Linked DNA regions of Mus musculus: all the other regions are linked to region 3. The links are chromatin contacts, called in public HiCAR-type maps. All regions are on one chromosome and are shown on one strand. Each heading gives the region's core, a stretch centred on a gene start, on an enhancer-like site or on the middle of the called end of the contact. The rest is flanking DNA. Distances are from core to core; before and after follow the strand shown.

Region 1 (4,673 bases), core at 1,773-4,272, 3.0 Mb before region 3:
GATTCACTATTTTCTAAGCTTTCCTCTTTTTTGCCTGTATAGCAGGATTTCCTTTTACAAGCAGATGGTCTCACTTTCTGATCATCAGAGGGCTCTGAAGGAGATTCCTCTGCAAGAAATTCTAAGTCTTTTTTCTCAGTCAGTATATCCCTCATTTGTTGCCACAGAGTAAAGGCATTACTGGGGACTTCCCTAGATGAATTTTCCTCATGAAACTTCCTCATAACTTTATCTACTCGCTTCCAATCCTCCAATGTTAAGCTTCCCTTCTCTGGAAACCAAGGGCTGATTTTTTTTTTTTTTTTTGCACGAAATAATAAAATTCTTGTAAGGATTTATCCGAGACCTTTAGACCTCTGCCAGACAACACGTGCTTAAAGACCGACAGAAACAACCATTTCTTTTTCGATTCTGACTGCTCCATGGTAAAACTTACTTGTCCTCCTCAAACTGACGATTCTTATCAGTGGGCCTGCAGCGCTCTGATGAGATCCTATCCTTGCCTGAGAAGTAAAAAACGAAAAGGGAAAAAGGAGAGAAAAGACTTACCTGTCTGATGTCCTGGTTCAAGGCGCCAGCTGCCACAGATGAACCTCACTTGGGTCCTTGATCCATGGGCGAAACTTGGGTTTCGGTTACAGGTAGGCAAAGAGTCGGGAAGAAGGAGGGGTGACAAACAGACATGACACAAGGGAGTGTGGATCTGAATGTAATGTCTTAAAGCAAGCACTAGTCTTATAATACAGAAAGCAAAGGAGTCGGATATCACAGCAGGCAAGGTACATCGAAGTATATGACACAAAACAGAGGAATGCCTACAAAGGACTGGCAGGAACCAACTCGGATAAAATACAATGTTAACAACTGGGATCAAAAGCAGCTCCACCTAAGGTCCACTTAATCTTAGAAGTCAGGTGTAGTCTCCCCTCCCCCAGCCTGAAACCTGCTTGCTCAGGGGTGGAGCTTCCTGCTCATTCGTTCTGCCAGGCCCACTGCTAGAACCTGCGGAGCCACACACGTGCACCTTTCTACTGGACCAGAGATTAGCGGGAGTCGGGTCCCCTCCCCCTTCCTTTATAACTAGTGTCGCAACAATAAAATTTGAGCTTTGATCAGAATAAATTTGTCTTAGCTCCGTTTCTTCTTTCGCCCCGTCTAGATTCCTCTCTTACAGCTCGAGTGGCCTTCTCAGTCGAACCGTTCATGTTGCGAGCTGCTGGCGGCCGCAACAGTCAGGGGCAAGGGCTTCGCGCCCTTGCCATAGTTCCTATTCTAGTCTATTGTATAGTCCACCTCCCCCTTAGGCCATTGTAAATTCCTGTGTATGGGTGTAACTCAGCTATCTATAGTTCTAAGTATCTACTCTGGTTCCTCCTTAGACCACAACCTTCCTTCTTCCTAAATAATGGTAAATTCCTGCATATGGGAGTAGTTTGCCCTGAGATTTCTAACTCTATGTAGTAGATAATAATGCCTGATTTCTTTCACTATCTCTCTTACAATACTAGAGGCAATTCTGAATGTCACTGAATAGGCAACATTCTTACTGAATTCAAAGCCCTTGGTCGGCTCAAGGACTGCCTAGGATTGATGAGGAATCTAACTTAGCTAAATATCAAAAATGAATCCTTAGAAGCACTTATAATAAAGTAATATTAAGGGAAAGCACACAGATCTGTTTACCAACTAAAGCATGGACATTGGAGCATTCGTTATTCAGGATGCCACAGTTCCAGGAGACTTTTTGCCTCAGGACAGTGCCCAGGTTTTTGGGGCCAGTTGCACGTGTCACTACTGGAGTAGATGTAGCACCTGCCCTGCTGATTTAAGTTCCACTTGCAACCTTCCAGGGACTTTCTATTGCCACCACTGAGAATGTGAAAATTAGGGGATAGGATGGAAGACAGACAGGGACCCCTACATTAAAATAGAACTTACCTGCAAACCAAACTGTAAGACCCACCACCCCATTATACTCAAATCCTAGGACCCTCTTCCCTCCTTATGCAGACTGGGAAGTAGAACTTGATATGTTTATAAAATGATAAATGGGGGTGGGGTGGGGTGGATACGTTCTATAGGGGTGTGGTGAGGTATGGGGGAAGCGGGTGCCTCAACAGGCCCATGCCAAGACATCCCTTCCCACTGTGGAACCAGCCACACGATGGTATAGTATAGAATAGAGTTTATTCAGGGCTTGGGGAGGGGAGTTTAGAGGGTAGTAGGGCAGAGAATGGGAGAGAGAAGTAGAGGAGAAGAGTAGAGGCTGGCCATGAGCACGTGGAGAAAGAGGGGGGAAGGTATGAGGGGACAGAGCAGGAGCAAGACGGGAAGAGCAAAAGAACAAGAGGACAAAAGAAAGAGGAGAGGGCAAGCAACCACTTTTATAGTGGATCCGCCTACCAGGCTGTTGCCAGATAATTGTGGGGAGGAGCATACCTAGGTGTTGCCAGGTAACTGTATGGTGGAGCTTAGACAGAATGTTAACCGAACTCACTAGGGCATCCAGAGCTTACCTATGCTAATCTGACTCAGGAACAGAATTTTCTATCCAGAAGTTGGCAAAACTTGAGACCCTGTTCCCCATAAGCCCCCTGGCTAAAGGGTTGAAAACTGGAGCCAGGATAGTTATGCCCTCTGGTCCTGTTACTGCACCTTCCTACAGCCAAGACAGAGACCTACCCTTTGAGATTTCTAAACCATGGGACTTAGCTGGTAGTCACTATAAAGGTCAATTTTAAATTTCTCAACGAAACAAGGCCAAATATGACTAAAGACTGTTGATTTTGTCTGGACCCACAACTTCCTTTCTAAGCGAGAGTGGTACTTTTACATTTCCCAAAAAGCAATTTCCACCGACCTCACTCTAGTTAAAATAGCTTGGAACCTTCTCGTTCTGGGAAATGTAGTCCCAGAAAAAGCTCCAGACCGATGAACTTCCGCCGAGGCATTCTGGGAATTGTAGTTCTGGAGCCATTAGCAGCTAAGTTTGCTTCAGCTCCAGAAGGCTAGGCTGCCTGGCAGTGCTTCCTTCCAGTGAGGTGAGAGCTTGGAGCATCCCGCAGGCCTTCTGTGCGCTGTGCCCCGGTGTGTCCTCTCAGGGACGAGTTTGCATTCCGGTGTGTCCTCTCAGAGACGAGTTTGCATTCCGGTGTGTCCTCTCAGAGACGAGTTTGCATTCCGGGGAAAAGCGGGGCAGCTGTGGCAGCGACCCGTCCTTTTTAACTGGGTTCTGCCTGAGGCCTCCTGCCCTGATTCCTGGACCCATCTCAGCTGCTGGTGGAACCCCGGGAGAGTCTAGCTTCCCACTGGAGCCTGGCAGAGAAGCTGTGGTGACAGATGGCCAGTGTCATAAAGCCTTAAGTGGCAACTCTTACTTTTATGTGTTTTTGTTTTGATTTGGTTTGGTTTTGCATTTATTTATTTAAGAGGGGAGGGTTGTGTCACAGCTTATGTATGGAGGTCAGAAGACAACTTGTGAGAGTCAGGTCTTTCCTTGCACCGTGTGGTGTTCAGGGACTCGAACTCGCCCCATCAGGCTCAGCTGAAGTCACTTCTACCCACTAAGCCATCTTGCAGGGCTTAGATTTCTATTGGTCATTATCTTCGTGCATGTGGAAAAAGAGACTCTGGAGGCTCTGGCAGGTCAATAATGTTTGCTAATTATGAAGCCTTTTAGAGCAGGATACAGAGAGGTTTAACTTCACTCCCATGTATGGAAACAATAACATGTAAGATAGCTGTCACAATTGACAGACCCTTCTGAGGCTGGTGGTCAGTCATGACACAGCATGCATCAGACTTCTGGGGCTGCTTAAACATTTGTGTTTTCTGGGAAACCCATCACCACAGGCAGCCTTGTGAAGGTAAGAGTGCCCAGCACCCCTGAAGCTTCCAGAAATAGAGAATGTGGTGAGTGAGTCTGGTAACCCGGAGGCTTAGTAGGAAGTAGGCAGAAAAGCCTGGTCAGCGCGCACAGCCCTTGGGGCTGATGGAGAAGCTGAGGAAGCCACGTGGACCAACTGTCCTAGCAGTGTTCTCACGAAGCCTCTCTTCCCCAGCTTGCTTCCCAGAGCCCTGCCTTGTCTCAAAGAGAAGAGAACAATGACCAAGTTACAGGTAAGTCGGGTTGCTTCCCCCATCCCCACAGTGGTAGGGATTGAAAACAGGACTCCTGCATGGCGGGCAAGTGCTCTACACAGAGCCTCTCTGAACTGCATGAAGGAAGAGGGGAAGTTGCTGAGAAGAAAGGTCTGGAAGGAGGAGGGATAAGAGAGGACAGTGGGACATGTGCTCAAAGTGCACTGCACATGGGAAAGTGTACAAGGATGAGTAAAAAGAATTTGAAAAAGTGGGCTGCAGAGATGGCTCAGTAGTTAAGAGCACTGGCTCAGTTTGGTTCCCAGCACTCACACCTGATAGCTTACAACTGCCCGTAACTCCAATTATATGTAATTAGAGGATGTCCAACGCCCTCTTCTGGCCTAATTTTATTTTACAATTAAGTATGAGTTCTTCATACTCGTGTTTATGATTTTTTTCATTTAATAATTTTTCATTAGTATTGGGTTTGTGCTTTGTGAGCATGTCAAGACATGATGTAGACTTCAGAGGACAGCTTTCAGGAGTCTCTCTTCTTCAATCTTGTTGAAGTAGCATCTCTTGGTTTGGGG
Region 2 (4,380 bases), core at 1,386-3,885, 2.3 Mb before region 3:
AGTTGATTCTTTCCTCCCACTGTGGGATTCCGCACACCAAATTCATATCCTCAGGTTTGCATGGCAATACACTTACCAGCTTGAGCTATCATCTGGACTTTCTTTGCTTTCAGTTTTTATTTTACTTTATTTTATTTTATTTTTTTAAAGCTAGATATTAGTCTAGGCTAGCCTCAAACTTGCTATATCACCATGGCTGGCCTGATTCCTCTTTACCTTCCAAGCACTGAAATTACAGGCAGGTGGCACCACCAGTTTTATTTTTGTTTGTTTTAATTTTTGTTTTGTGTTTTGTTTTGTTTTTGTGGGGAGGGTTAGACAGCATTTTGCTATGTAATTCAGGCTGGGCTAGAACTCACTCTATAGATCATATTGGTCTGGAATTCCCAATCCTCCTGCCTCAGTTTGCCAAGCACTGGAATTACAGATGTCCAGCACCACTCACTCCCTGCTCGCCGTTCTGCTTGTCATTGAGGAGCAGTAGAGAGCTAGCATGGTGGTGCACAGCTTTGACCCTAGCAGCACTCAGGAGGCAGAGGCAGGCGGATCTCTCGGGAGCCAAGGCCAGCCTGGTCCACGTACTGAGTTCCCAGGTAGTTCTTGCTAGATAGAGATCCTCAGAGCATCAGTGGAGTGGCAGGGAGGTGCAGCAGTCCACTTGAGACAGGGAGATTGCTTAAAGTTTGAGGCCCATAAAAAGAAAGAGAGGAGAGGGGCAGAGACTAGAATCTGCCAAGATCCTGATGGTGGGATCTGCCTTGATGGTGGGGAGCACAGTATCCCTCACTCTTTCTGATAAAGCACTTGCTAGTAGGAGACAGTCTAAAAACCCTTCACCTCCCTCCTTGCTAAACGTCGCTTCTACTTCATCCCCTTCTGTAGAAACGGTGGCAAAATGAGAAGTTTGGGGTGGACATGCCAGATGACTATGAAGATGAAAATCTCTATGAGGTAAGCACTGTTTGCAGCAGGCGTCGGGTGCATGGGGTGTGGTGTCTGCCTTGAGTCTCACCCTGGAGTTGACTGGACGCTGGGGCTCCAGCTGTCAGGGTACTGATGTCTCCTCTCTGACCCCTGCAGGGCCTGAACCTTGATGACTGTTCTATGTATGAGGACATCTCCAGGGGACTCCAGGGCACCTACCAGGATGTGGGCAACCTCCACATTGGAGATGCCCAGCTGGAAAAGCCATGACTGACATGTCCCACCCTTCCCTGCCTGCCATATGTCTGACTCCAGCATCCCTGCCTCCCCACTCTTCCCCTGGAGTCCCCCCTTCCCAGTGCTTGCTCCAGCCACTCGAGTGGCCTACCCTTGCCTCCAGGCTGCCCCACCCTATTCTCCCACCTAATCTTGTCCTTCCCCAAGTCCAGCTCCCTCTCTAGTGGGTAATGAGCCCTTAATCGCTGCCTCTAGGGGAGCTGATTACAGCAGCCTCGTTAGTGTCACCCCCCCTCCTCCCAGATCTGTCATGGCCACTTAAGTGATAATAAATCCTTCCCAAAGCAGCCCTTGGCAGGAGTCATGGATCTCATGTAGACTGCTCCTCAACACTGCCAGGGAACCAGGAGCAGAAAACCCAAGTCCCCTCCCCCCTCAGACCCAGGATTCTAGGTTCAAGTTCTCACCTGACCACTTCTGAGATCTGGGACCAGACAGTTCTTGCTGTCTGTCTTCCCCAACCCCCTCCCCCCAAAATAACAGGAAGTCTCTTGGGGAAGTCCCCACCCCAATTGAAATGCTGGTTTATCTCCCTTATAGGGCCTCACCCTCCTCATGTCCCAAAGCAAGGGGGAACCAGCCCGGGTGTTACCAAATTTTTACCTATATTTAAACTCTGAGAACACAAGATATTATTTTCTGGAGTGGGGCCTAATTCCCTCATGGGTTCACTTGCATAAGGCAGATTTGGAGAGTTTCTGTCAAGAACCGGGGGGAGGGGGATGACAGAGAGAGCTAGAGTGGTGTGACAGTCATTGGGATGGGAAGAGCAGACTCAGGTTGTTAAAAGACAGGAGGCCAAGAGGAGACTCAGTGGGATCCCCAGAGACAAGGATGCAGAGATAAATAGCCAAAGGAAGAAGCAGACACAAACTGGCTGGCCTGATAATAACAGTTGAGGAAAGGACAAAGCCTGAAATCTCAGAGCATGAGAGAGACAGCCAACAGCAAGAAATGGGCCCAGCGTGATCAAGGCACAGAGGAGCTGCAGCAGGGAGAAGCAACAGAGGCCAGAAAGCAAGGAGTGCCTGGATGGGCCCCTGACCTTGTGGGCAGGAAGGCCTTCGAGCTTCGAAAAAGAGATCAGGGTGGTGGCGCGCACCTTTAGCTTTAATCTCTCTACTCCAGAAGCAGAGACACCTGAGTTCGAATCCAGCCCGCCTTACACAACAAGTTCGAGGCCAGCCAGGGCTACATAGGGAGCCCTTGTCGCAAACTAAGAGAAAGAGAGAGTAAGGGCCAGGGCAGGAGCTGGGCAACAGCAGGGAGGGCGGCGGAGGCGGACAAAGGCGAAGGGGAGCCGGGCGGGGCCGGGTGGGGACGCGCCCGCGGGGAAAGGAGGAGCCGCGCGGGCGGCGAGAAGGGGAAGGAAGCCGAGGTGCCGGGCGGGCACGGGGCGCGGGCAGGAAGCGGGGAGGGGCGGCGGGCGGGGGCTCCGGAAAAACGCCCCGACTTCCTGCCCGCCAGAGCCAGGAAGCCGGAGTCGGGACACCGGGCCCGGGATCCCCGAGCCCGACCTCGGGCGCCTCGCCGGTCACCTCCCCGCGCGGACACCAGGTACACTGTCCCTGGCCCCGCCCGGCCTCCTCCTCCAGCCGCCGCAGGGAGGAGCAGGGAGGGGACCGGGCGCGGAGGGCCTCCCAGGGTGCGCCCAGTGAACCTGCAGCCGCCTTTCTCTGGCCTCGGTTTTCTCATCTGTCAAAGAGAGCAAAGAGAAAACCCGGCGCGTTGGCGCCCGCCTGTCATCCCAGGAGTTGGGAAGCAGAGACAGGAGGATTGCCATGAGTTCGAGGTTAGCTTGGGCGACCTAGCATGAACCTGCCTCAAAAGAAAAAAAAAAAAAAAAACAAAACAAAACAGAGAGAGAGAGAGAGAGAGAGAGAGAGCACTTGTCGAGAGCACAAGTAGGTAGAGATCCAGGCTCCCAGCGAAGAACGATAACACTCATTTATCAGCAGGGAAACTGAGGCCCAGGGAGTCGGACTGCCTTGTCGTAGGGACAGAGCATCTGGGACTTGAACTCAAAGCTGTTTCCTGTAAAGAGCTGTCCCTGCGATCATGGATGCTTGATTAGAGCTCCCTAAAATAAACAAATATCTCTGCAGTACATTTTAAAGCCGAGACTTACAGAGCGTTAAACACGTCTCAGAAAGCTTTTTTCCTTACCCTCTCTGTGGTATTAATTATACTCTGGGAGATGGCTGTAGGGGAGAGAACCGGAAACATATCCTCATTGAACAGATGGGAAGACTGAGGCCTAAAGGGAAGTCATTGCATTTTGCAGGTTAGTCTATCAGAAGAAAATATATGCTCGAGCGCATGAGTGTTTTATGCTTTTGTTTGTGTGTGTGTGTGTGTGTGTGTGTGTGTGTGTGTGTCTATCTATGTGAGGGGGTTCTGTTTTTGTTTTGTTTTTTCTTTCCAATTACAGCGGGAGGAGTTGACAGTGGTGACAGAGGGTATACAAGCATTTGGAATTTAATAGGTCCGAGTTGGGGAGGTAGAGCTCATGTGAGGTCCCGATAGGTGCTTAGGACCTGAGCGACTTGAAGTTTCTCCGAGATTGAGCCCTAACCAGGCAATGGAACCATGCACCACTCCTGCTAAGGGGGCGGGGCCCAGGAGAGTGACAGGGGCAGTCGAAATACGGAAACAAGGGTCCTCCAAGGCAGACCAGAGCGGCCCTATCGGGCCAGCGTGGCGCCGTGTATTGCGATACCCGCCGGCAGGAGGAGTGGAGTTGCCGAGGCCGGAGAGCGGTAGGAGGCGGGCTAGAGCGGCCGGAGGGAGGAGTGGAGCTGGACGCAAAGGCGGCCTCTGGCTCGGCTAGAGCGACTCTGCGGCACGGGTGGGGGAACCTGGAGCTCGAGCGCGGAGGCTTCGGTTCCTGAGGCTGCAGTGGCTTGCTTCTCTTCCCATCCGACAGGTGAGATAGGCAGCCCTTGGTTGCCGTGAAACCTGACCCCACACGTCTTCCCTGCCACCCACACCACCACCGCTGCAGAATTAGTGAGCGCCTGTTGTAGATCAGCCACGTCCCACGTAAGATTTAGGGCTCGTGAAGACCCGCCACGTTACATAGGTCAATAAGAGCTCACATACCTTCCAGGTTTCAGGAAGCCTTTCACGGAGACCTGGCTTTTAACATAAGCATAGGCT
Region 3 (4,841 bases), core at 1,027-3,526:
CACACGTAAAATAAATCAATCTAAGTAAAAATAAATAAATAAATACATCTTTTTAAAAAGGCTTACGGCATCGGGATGGCTGCAAGTTCAAAGCCAGCCTTGCTTCATAGTGAGTTTGGGCAAATGAGTGTGGCATGGTAGCACACCCTGTCTGTAATTCCTGAAAGGCAGAGGTAGGATGTGATCTTAGCAAGCAGAAGTCTAGTCTGCAGGCCAGCCTGGTCGACACAGCCAATCTATCTTATGGGGAGGTGGGGTACAACACAGTGGAATATGTCTGTAATCCCGGAGGCTGGGTGAACAGTTCAAGGCCAGCCTCAGTAACAAAGAAAATCTGAGGCCAGGATGGGCCACAGAAGAATATCTAAGGAAGATAAATAAATAGAAGGAAAATGGGGGGAGGAGGGAGAGGGGGCAAATAGGCCAAGGGTTCAACCAATACATCTGAGATTTTGTTTTTAACATTGGTGTTTTGCCTCCATGTGTGTCTGTGTGAGGGTGTCAGATCCCCTGGAACTGGAGTTACAGACAATTGTGAACTGTCATGTGGGTGCTGGGATTTGAACCTGGGTCCTTTGGAAGAACAGCCAGTGCTCTTAGAGCTGAGCCATCTCTCCAGCCTCTTACTGGTGGTATTCTTAAGAGCTGGGCATCAGACTTCCTGCGGAGGAGTCCACAGAAGCCTTGCATGTAAAATTATGTGTGCACCTAGACTCACACACTGGCACAATCTCAGAGATCCCTTAGGCCTGATTAAGGTCCACTGCGGACCGCTCCCAAGAACTAGTGACAGAGGGGTTAAAGGAAAAGACAGAAATGAAAGAGCAAAGAGTAGGGGGTTAATGAAATGGGTTAGTCACCTGGTGTCACGGGGAAGTGACCAGTGAATGGAAGAGGGAGCGAGAGATGGAATTGCCGGCAGGTAGGTAAGAGTAACCTGGAAGAGGACTTTCTAAGCCAAGGCAAAAGGATGGGAGGACATGAGATTTGGGGTGGTGGGTCCTACTCACTCCAGCTCTGTCCTCAGGATCGCTGGTACCTCCGCCCCCGGCTACCAAGTCATCCTCAGATTCATCAAAAGAGGAGGCAGAAGAGAAGCCGCCAGTGCCCCCCTCAATCCGGGATTGGGGTCCCACCGGCTGGGCCTCAGGTTCAGGAGTCTCTGGGGTGATGATAAGGCGGGGCACAGGACACAGGGAGCTGCACTCCAGGTGGGAGCACAGGTTAGTCACCAACTCTCCAGGCTCTGATAAATCTAATGGATCATTTCCATTGGACTCCCCCAAAACGCTGTCATCCCGGAGGCCATCAGTGCCAGGTTGAGTCAAGGCACTCTCAGTGTCTTTTGAGGAAAAACCATCACTCCCAGGTTGTCTGCAGGCTGTCTGAGTACTAGGTCCTTTGAGAGAGTCATCAGTTTGGGACTCTATCCAGAAGCCGTCGGTGTCATGTGGAGTCCTGGAAGCATCCGCGGACAATTCTTTGCCGGAGTTATCAGCACTTGATTCTGGTGAGAGGCAGACTGGGTGAGTTTGGAGTTTGGACACGCCATGGTGGGTCCTAAGGTTATCAACCCTGGGCTTGTTGTCCCTCTCTGGCAGAGTCTGCCACATATCGGATCTGTCCAGTTCGGTCCAGGACTCATCAAACCCTGGTTGGGTACAGAGGCTGGCTCTCTTTGGCCGAGACTGGAGGTCAGATCTGTGAAGATCAGTTCGAAAGCCATCTGTCCAGGAACCGGCCATCTCCATCTCAACCAGGGGGCTGTTCCTTCTTGGATGTGTCTGGAGGTTGGACCCGTCTAGCTCCTTATTTTGCCTGGGCTTCTCCGACGCAACTACTAGGCCAGCTGCTTCGCACTCCGCGTGTCCATCTCCACAGGATTCTGCCTGTGGACCGTTCGGACACGGCGCAGGCTCGAGGTCGGTCCTCTCCGCCTCGGAGTGGAGGCTGGACTCCTCGATCCAGGCCCGGGGACCGCCCCCCTCCGGCCGTCCCGTCGGGCCACCTGCTCCCGGTCCAGGTCGTTGTAGTCCAGGCTGTCGCCGCCGCCCACCTCGCAGCGCCTCCAGCCCCATGCGGGCCTCGGCTGGCAGTGCGCCGGCCTCCGCCTCGCTCAGGCTCCCCCGGCACGGGCAGCGCCTCATACCCGCTCCCAGGGCCCGGGCTTTGGCCCGTCCGGCCCCTCCTTCCCCTTTAAAATCCTACGAGGGGTGTGGCTGGGGAGCCCCAACTCGTGGGTTCCGGCCCGCCGAGCTCCAGGCCGCTCGGATATGCAGGGGTTAACCGATACTCCACCTCCCAGGGAAAGCCCAAAACACGGCCCTCGCCGGAAGTGACGAGTTGACGAGTGTGGGGCGGAGCCTCGGATGCCACCGTGTGTCTCGCAGGGAACCAGCACTTGGCTTCTGATTCTGGTCAGGGTCTAGGTCGTGCGCCCCCGCGATCTTTCCCTACATCACTTACTCCGCCCCAGTAACAAGTTCAACCACGCACTCATTCAACATTCAGAGACAAGATGGACTTTCCAAAGACTTGAGACATCCCCACAGGCGTAAGTTTCAGTGCTTCCGCAGTCAATTCTCAAGCAGTTAGTTGCCTTCCCTTCCACTAAATCTCCCGTGAGAAGTCTGATGCATGGTGGTACAAACCTGTAATCCCAACACTTGGGAAATGGAGAGTGGAGGTTCAGAGGTTGTCATCCTTAGTTCCATGGCCAGTTCCTAGTCAGGGGTAGTCACACACGCACACAGAGGAGACAACTTGATGGTACAGCTTTTTATACCCGCACTCTGGAGGCAGAGGCTAACGGATCTATGTGAGTTCTAGGCCAACCTGGACCACATAGACCCCCCATCTCAAACACTCCTCCCCAATACACACAAAAGGGGAGGGGAATGAAATGACAGCAGGTCTGCCAAATCTGATGTCCTGAGTTCGAGCCCAGGACTGCAGAGTGCGAGATTTGTGGATAAATAAATTTATATGTGTTTGTTTTCAAAGAATTCCAGGGCTAGCCGGGTATGTGCCCTACACCGTTAATTACTGTACTAAGGAGTCAAAGGCAGGCAGATTTCTGAGTTCAAGGCCAGCCTGATCTACAAAGTGAGTTCTAGGACAGCCAGGGCTATTACACAGAAACCATGTCTTGAAAAACAACAAAACCCGGGCGGTGGTGGCGCACGCCTTTAATCCCAGCTCTTGGGAGGCAGAGGCAGGCGGATTTCTGAGTTTGAGGCCAGCCTGGTCTACAGAGTGAGTTCCAGGACAGCCAGGGGCTATACTGAGAAACCCTGTCTTGAAAAACAAACAAACCAACAACAACAGGGGAGAGAGAGAAAGAGAGAGAGAGAGGAAGGAAGGAAGAAAGAAAAAGAAAAACAACAAAAACAGTCTCAGGGCTGGAGAGATGGATCTGTAGTTAAGAGCCATTAGTCGCTCTCTTGAAGAATTGGGAGTTTGGTTTCTAGCACCCTGAATGGGGGTTCACAATCATCTCTAACCACAATTCTAGGGCATTGAACACCCTCTTGTGGTTTCTTCAGGGCATGCATAGCATGCACAGACATTTGCAGGCAAAATTACCCGCACACATAAAATTAAATCTTTTTAAGGCTGGCAGGGTGGCACACACCTTTAATCCCCAGTACTCAGGACAGAGGCAGACAGATCTCTGTGAATTTATGCTAGTTCCAGGTCAGCCAGAGCTACATATAGAAACCCTGCCTCGAATAATAAAGTACATAGGTAAGACCTTTTTAGGAAAGAATTCCAGGGCTGGAGAGATGACTCAGTGGTTAAGAGCACTGACTGCTCTTCCAGGGGTCCTGAGTTCAATTCCCAGCAACCACATGGTGGCTCACAACCATCTGTGATGAAACCGGATGCCCTCTTCTGGTGTGTGTCTGAAGACAGCTATAATGTACACACATAATAAATAAATCTTAAAGAAAAGAATTTCAATGTTTAAAACAATGAAGAAATCTCATGTCTAAACCATGGGTGATGGCACACTCATATAATCATATTACACAGGAGGCAGACACAAGACATTCTTATGTTTCACTAGCCCAACACCAACCTGGCCTACATGATAAGAGCCAATCTCAAAAAACAAGAGCCTGGGTTTTACATGGGCACAAGGTCTTGGGTTTAAAAAAATTATTTATTATTATACATAAGTACAGTGTAGCTGACTTCAGACACACCAGAAGAGGGCATCAGATCTCATTGGGGATGGTCTCTGGAAGAGCAGTCAGTGTGCTTAACCTCTGAGCCATCTCTCTAGCCCAGGGTCTTGGATTTTTGTTTGTTTGTTTGTTTTTGTTTTTTTGTTTTTTCGAGACAGGGTTTCTCTGTATAGCCCTGGCTGTCCTGGAGCTCACTTTGTAGACCAGGCTGGCCTCAAACTCAGAAATCCGCCTGCCTCTGCCTCCCGAGTGCTGGGATTAAAGGCGTGCGCCACCATGCCTGGCAGGGTCTTAGATTTTTAAATAAATAAATGAAGATGATTTCATGTCTAGAGGACTTATGTTCTAGGCTCTGACACTAGATCATTACCTCAAGGTTGGTTGGTTCTTTAATTACTTATGTGTACATGTGTGCCTGTGCAGGTGCATTCAGGTGCCTTTGGCGACCAGCAGGGGGCATCAGATCTGGAGTTGAGCTTACAGGTAATTGAAGCTACCTGGACACTAGGAACTGAACTCGGATCCTTTGGAAGAAAAGCAAGCATTCTTAACTGCTGAGCCCCAACTCCAGCACCTTGGGGGTTTGTGTGTGTGTGTGTGTGTGTGTGTGTGTGTGTGTGTGTGTGTGTGTGTGTGTGTGTGATAGACTTT

Evidence for each region. HiCAR-type assays count read pairs that join an accessible place to other places.
Region 1: a HiCAR-type map of astrocytes shows a contact between it and region 3, with 4 times the contacts expected there. The contact joins the promoter of Zfp108 here to the promoter of Itpkc in region 3. A contact is called at or near these places in 1 of 39 promoter capture datasets (hippocampal neurons) and 1 of 115 datasets of contacts at active chromatin or transcription factors (astrocytes).
Region 2: a contact with region 3 is called in a HiCAR-type map of astrocytes, with 3 times the contacts expected there. The contact joins the promoter of Arhgef1 here to the promoter of Itpkc in region 3. A contact is called at or near these places in 1 of 39 promoter capture datasets (pre-B cells), 1 of 115 datasets of contacts at active chromatin or transcription factors (astrocytes) and 2 of 9 other capture datasets (adipose tissue and liver).

What each region holds. Positions count from the first base shown.
Region 1 is chr7:24,251,772-24,256,444 of GRCm38.p6, forward strand. Zfp108 (zinc finger protein 108) reads left to right here and starts at 3,023. Exons shown (of 4, transcript NM_018791.2): 1 at 3,023-3,151; 2 at 4,062-4,119. The coding sequence starts at 4,105. It also overlaps a transcript of Zfp109 not described here.
Region 2 is chr7:24,900,351-24,904,730 of GRCm38.p6, forward strand. Arhgef1 (Rho guanine nucleotide exchange factor (GEF) 1) reads left to right here and starts at 2,636. Exons shown (of 30, transcript NM_001130151.1): 1 at 2,636-2,778. It overlaps Cd79a (CD79A antigen (immunoglobulin-associated alpha)), which reads left to right. Exons shown (of 5, transcript NM_007655.4): 4 at 883-951; 5 at 1,081-1,508. The coding sequence ends at 1,194.
Region 3 is chr7:27,226,341-27,231,181 of GRCm38.p6, forward strand. It overlaps Itpkc (inositol 1,4,5-trisphosphate 3-kinase C), which reads right to left and starts at 2,277. Exons shown (of 7, transcript NM_181593.3): 1 at 1,011-2,277. The coding sequence starts at 2,147. It also overlaps a transcript of Coq8b not described here.